Linked DNA regions of Mus musculus: region 2 is linked to region 1. The links are chromatin contacts, called in public Hi-C maps. All regions are on one chromosome and are shown on one strand. Each heading gives the region's core, a stretch centred on a gene start, on an enhancer-like site or on the middle of the called end of the contact. The rest is flanking DNA. Distances are from core to core; before and after follow the strand shown. Region 1 overlaps Frrs1 (ferric-chelate reductase 1). Region 2 overlaps Snx7 (sorting nexin 7).

The links. A called contact is a pair of places that touch in the nucleus more often than the background predicts.
Region 2: a contact with region 1 is called in a Hi-C map of cortical neurons. The contact joins two enhancer-like sites.

The regions. Positions count from the first base shown.
Region 1 is chr3:116,903,053-116,905,680 of GRCm38.p6, forward strand. Frrs1 (ferric-chelate reductase 1) reads left to right here. Exons shown (of 17, transcript NM_009146.3): 17 at 17-698. The coding sequence ends at 109. Among named protein-coding and RNA genes, the nearest start is that of Frrs1, 43 kb to the left of the region's middle. Within about 2 kb of position 1,294, at least 26 of the 459 cell types and tissues checked have an H3K27ac peak or open chromatin away from gene starts, as enhancers often do. A contact at or near this core is called in cortical neurons, where this site is marked.
Region 2 is chr3:117,825,679-117,828,306 of GRCm38.p6, forward strand. All of the region lies in intron 7 of Snx7 (sorting nexin 7), which reads right to left. Among named protein-coding and RNA genes, the nearest start is that of Gm52614, 29 kb to the right of the region's middle. Within about 2 kb of position 1,298, at least 29 of the 459 cell types and tissues checked have an H3K27ac peak or open chromatin away from gene starts, as enhancers often do. A contact at or near this core is called in cortical neurons, where this site is marked.

The sequences.
Region 1 (2,628 bases), core at 44-2,543:
TCAGTTTTTATTTCAGGGTCATGTTTTTAAGAAGGTGGTGTTGGCCGTTTACATATGTGGGAATGTGATTTTTCTCTCGATATTCTTATCTGCAATCAACCACATATGAGCACAAAAAGACTTTTATTTTTTATTTTTTGTGGGCCTGGGTCATGATGATCATTAAAATGAGGAGAGACCTGAAGCTTGTGCCGACCACCTGCAGCACCTACTAAGTCCGAAGACCCATGGGCATCGCTATCGAGGAACGCTGAAGTCTGGGTTTCCCAGCTCACATTCAAGTGGGCTAAATAACCTGGGCCTTTATGTGTAATTCTGCATCCCTAAGGGAACATTGTACCTGAGATGACATGACTCTCAGCATCTCATGCCAGATTTAAAACTGTAAACTGGAATGGATAGCAGATGAAGACAATTATCTCAGGCAAAAAAAAAAAAAAAAAAAAAAAAGAAAGAAAGAAAGAAAGAAAGAAAGAAAAAAGAGAAAAGAAAGAATAAATGGAGATTGTGTCTTTGGGAATGAGACAGGTTTGGTGTAGCCCAGGCTGGCCTTTAACCAGTTGTATAACCAAAGATAACCCTGAACCTCTGATCTGCCTGCCTCTGTTTCCTGGGTGGTTTACAGGTGTGCACCACTATATCTGGTTTTAAGGGAACTGTAATTTTCATGACGATGCTGCTATGGTACTTTAAAGACTACATTTATGTTTGACTAGTTTATTTAAAAGATTTTGTCTTAGAGTTTAAAAAAAAATTACTACATTTTGATTTTATGCGCACACACACACAGACACACAGACACACACACACACAGACACACACACACACACACACACACACCAAACAAGTAAAACCTACAAGAAAAAAAACTAAACACGTTTTCCGACCAGCAGTTAGGAGATTTTCTCCTTTGTGTTCAGTATTTCTGTCTAAAGGTAGCTGTTGATTTATTCAGTGGGCATTTCCTTAACATGTAGTTATATTACGGATACTATATTTCCTTTAGCAGTTAAATGCAGGTAGGTGCCCCTGATTAGAGATCTCATTTATTTTTCCTTTGTGGAGCTGAAACGACATCTTATGTCCTGTTTCAGCCGTGAGATCAGTCCTTATAGGAGCTAGAACAAAGCTGCGAATCTCTCAGTTGCTAAACCTCACCCTTGTGAACGGATCCAGCAAGTGTTCTTGTCTCTTGAAGATACACTAACATGGATGGGTTCCTTTGGAAGACATCCCTGGTGCTCTAGTGACAGCACAGGCCGTGTGTTTCCTCCTACTCCGTATTTTCTATCTCTGCTGTGAGGACTTACAGCCAGTGGGTGGCGCTGTAATACCGGAGGACTCATTTGTTCTGTTGCCACTAAGTGTTTTTATTATGGGACTATTTCCTTACATCATATGCTCTGAATTCTCTCTCTCTCTCTCTCTCTCTCTCTCTCTCTCTCTCTCCCTCCCTCCCTCCCTCCCTCTCCCTCTCCCTCTCCCTCTCCCTCTCCCTCTCCCTCTCTCTCTCTCTCTCTCTCTCTCTCTCTCTCTCTCTGTAATAGGTGCTAGAAACTTAATGACTGGTGTTAATACTTTCTGACTTAACTTTTATTTGTTTTCTTTGATTATTTATAATGACTGTTTGATATTTTCTTTTGTATCCTTCTGACCCTGCTGCAAATGAAGATAATTTTCTTAGGCAAAGGAAACAAGCAAAATAATTGGTAGAATATATTTTATTTTTCAGATACTTTTTCAGCTGATGATATCATTTCTGCTTGGCCCCAGAACCCCATCTTCATCTCTGAGTAATGACCCCAGCTCCATGCTTTTATTTCTAACCAATAAAGTGAAAACGTTCTGATTTTCTCTACATAGATTTTAGCTAAAAATAGCACAGGGTTCAGGTAGGAATTTCCTGTGCTCATGGTCAATGAATGGCACATTACGGTTTATACTATCCCTTGAGAATGAATTTATTTCAAAAGAAAAAGGTCTGGAGATGTGGCTCAGTGGCACCGTGCTTGAGCAGAGTGTGTGAAGCCATGCCTCCATCCTCACACTGGAGAAATGACACAGCAACAATTTAAATCTATATGAAAAAAATTTCTTTCAGTTTTCCATTGTAAGCCACTAAAGGCTAAAACATATGTCTTAACCAGTCCTGTTCAATAACAGACAAGGAAAAGTTCTTTTCAGGAAAGGGTTTCCACCTTTTTTGTTAAGGTTTGCTTAGGTACAGTTTGCAGATAGGTGAACTTGCTGGACTTCTGATGCCAAGGGCAATATAATGCATTTTTCAAAAGAAAAATTTTTTTTATTAGTCCTTTAAGATGGAGGTGTACCCTCTCAGAGGTGAAGGGGAGATGGGATGAGAGGAGGAACCCTGTGAGGAGAGGCTTGGGGGGGGGGAGCAGCATTTGGGATGTAAATACATAAATTAAATTGAAGAAAAAGGATTTTACATAACGGACAGCTGGGTGTGGATCCCAGATCTTGGGAGGCAGAGGCAGGAGGATCTCTGTGTGTTCAAGGCCAATCTGGTCTATAAGAGAGTTTCAGGACAGCCAGGGCTGTTACACACAGAAGCCCTGTCTTGGAAAAAGACAACCATAAAGAGAAAAAAGAGTTTCATATAATGTA
Region 2 (2,628 bases), core at 48-2,547, 920 kb after region 1:
GTCCCCAGTGGAAGAGTTAAGGGAAGCAATGAAGAAACTGAAGGGGGTTGCAACCCCATAGGAAGAACAACAATATCAACCAACCAAATCCCTCCAAGCTCTCAGGGACTAAACCACTAACCAAAAGGTACACATGGAAGGACCCATGGCTCCAGCTACATATGTAGAGAGGATGGCCTTATCTGATATCAGTGGCAGGGGAGGCCCATGGTCCTGTGAAAGTTTGATGCTCCAGCAAAGGGGGATGCTAGAGCAGTGAGGGGGGAGTGGGTGAGTGGGAGGAGGAGCACCCTTAAAGAGGCAAAGGGAAGGGGGATGGGATGGGGGATTTGTGGAGGAGAAATGGGGAAGGGGGTATCATTAAAATGTAAATAAATAAAATGAATAATATAAAAAGTTATATGATCTGGTTTTCAAAAGAAAAAAAAAGCATTCTCCTTGCACAACAATGAATAACGTATTTGTCATTATTCAGGACCTAACATAAATATCTCTTCTCTACATGGCATCAAAATAACATCAGGCAAAAAATACTGTGTGTGTGCTACAATATAAGCAATTTACTAGCATCGTATCATCAGTCTTTAGCAAGCCTATTACAAAGCTGCTAATAATTTCTGCAAATATACCCAGTGTAAAAGGAGGCTATAAGAAGCTGTAAATGTGTCCTATGACGTAGTTAATAAGTAGGTGAGCTAGCATCTGTATGTAAGGCTATCTAACTCCAAAGCATAAACAACAAAACTTTCAGTAAACAGCTGACCTGAATTTGAAAAGAGTATTCTTCCTCTAGGAAGCAGAGACCATTTTGAAACCATTCATTGGCTTCCTCGAGAGAACTACAGACCACAAACTCAAAATTGCAGCTGCTTTACAATAACTTGGGTGGTAAGTGCAAAAGCACACTCTCATTATTAGTTAGCCTACAGATATGGTTACAAGTGATGTAAAATGACTAGAGCCTGGTATTGTGTATCATGCAAGCCCACTAAAGGTCGCCTGATCCAATCCGTGTTACTCTGTGGTTGTCTTTCTATGGAGTCACTACTATCCCCCTAATTTTTGACTACTTGGTAGGAGCATCATTTTACTCTGCTTATCATAAGAAATTGCCCACTGTTGCTTATTGGGTGTGCATGTGATATCCTATCCCAATGTGGGTTTGATAAGACTGCCAAAGGCAGCCTCAGGAGGTCTCCATAGAAATGGCCCCAATGCTATCTACAAAGTGGCCCTGTCTCAGTTGCCATGGTAAACAACAAGGCAGATTGCTATATTCAGTTCTCTGCCAGGGTCGCCATGGTGACTGCAAAGCCCTGCTCCTTAGAAGGACCTCACAAGGGCAGGTTTCCATGGTGACACCCATCTTGCATATTTCCAAGCAACATCTTTTTTGGTTGTTCAGCGACCAATCACGACAGACCCATTTTGTGGGTGATTCTGCAAGGTTACTAACAATGCATCATGGCACAGAGGGATTTTAGTTTGTATAAAACACATGATGGTGGTGGGCATATCTATGTGATGACTGAAAGAACATGTAAACCCATTCTTTGAAAATGGAGAATTTTACAAATCATGATGCTAATCTGTGAATTATAAGACAGGTCTGTTTTGATGAGTAAAAGCAATAAAAAAATAAAAGTTTAAAACATGTCATGATAATACATTAATTTAAAAAGAACACTTGCAATGCTTCCATTAACTATGACTGCTTCAAACATTAATTTCAAATGTTACATGATATAATGGAATAATTAAATTTTAAAATTTCAACAATCTCATAACAATCTTTTGATATAACAGACATGATTTTGATATAACAGACATCAAACTTGCAGACACACACACAAACGCACACACATGTGCATATGCGCACACACACTCTCAGATGCTCACAAATCAATCAAATTATTTAAAATTTTAAAATAAAAACATAATATAGGAGGGTGGGCTATTCTGAACAAATGCTGCTTCCATATACCATGTTATTATTCCCTGGAAATGTTAAAGTCTCTAGTATTTACTCAGGAAGAAAATGTTGTTAAGCCACTAGTCTTAATAATTGCTAAAATTTTTAAACATTTTAAATGGAAAATGAATTCTAACGTTCAAATGATGTACTTAAAATTTCTGTATAAGTGTCCGCTCTTTCTTTCCTTCGAGCAGACTCTAAAATGAACAGCACATACAAGCCCAAATACAAAATGCTGGGTTTTTTTTTCCATTTCTCTTCATTGTTATAGAAAGAAAAATACAACTCTTCCTTTGATCACTAAGCTCGGCCACATATATTTCCCATCATCCTCCTTTATGAATGCCTTTCTCCAGCTCTGCCCACCACAGCCCACCTCTCCCCACACACATTCCACTCAGACAACGGAATTTCAGTTCGGAAAATGTATAGAATAAGACATATGAGTCAAGTTCCCGGTCAGATTGGAATGAAGTGTCTGTTCTACACAGAGCTGAGTTTGTAGACACCTCTTGATTTTAGCCTTCAGCAAGTTCTCCTGGATCAGAGTGGTCATCATGATTTTTATTGTTTCATTAAGTATCTACTGAGTGACTAGCATAGTCCACACAGTATAGGCTGGAACACTCAGTGAACAATTCACCAGTTCCTGC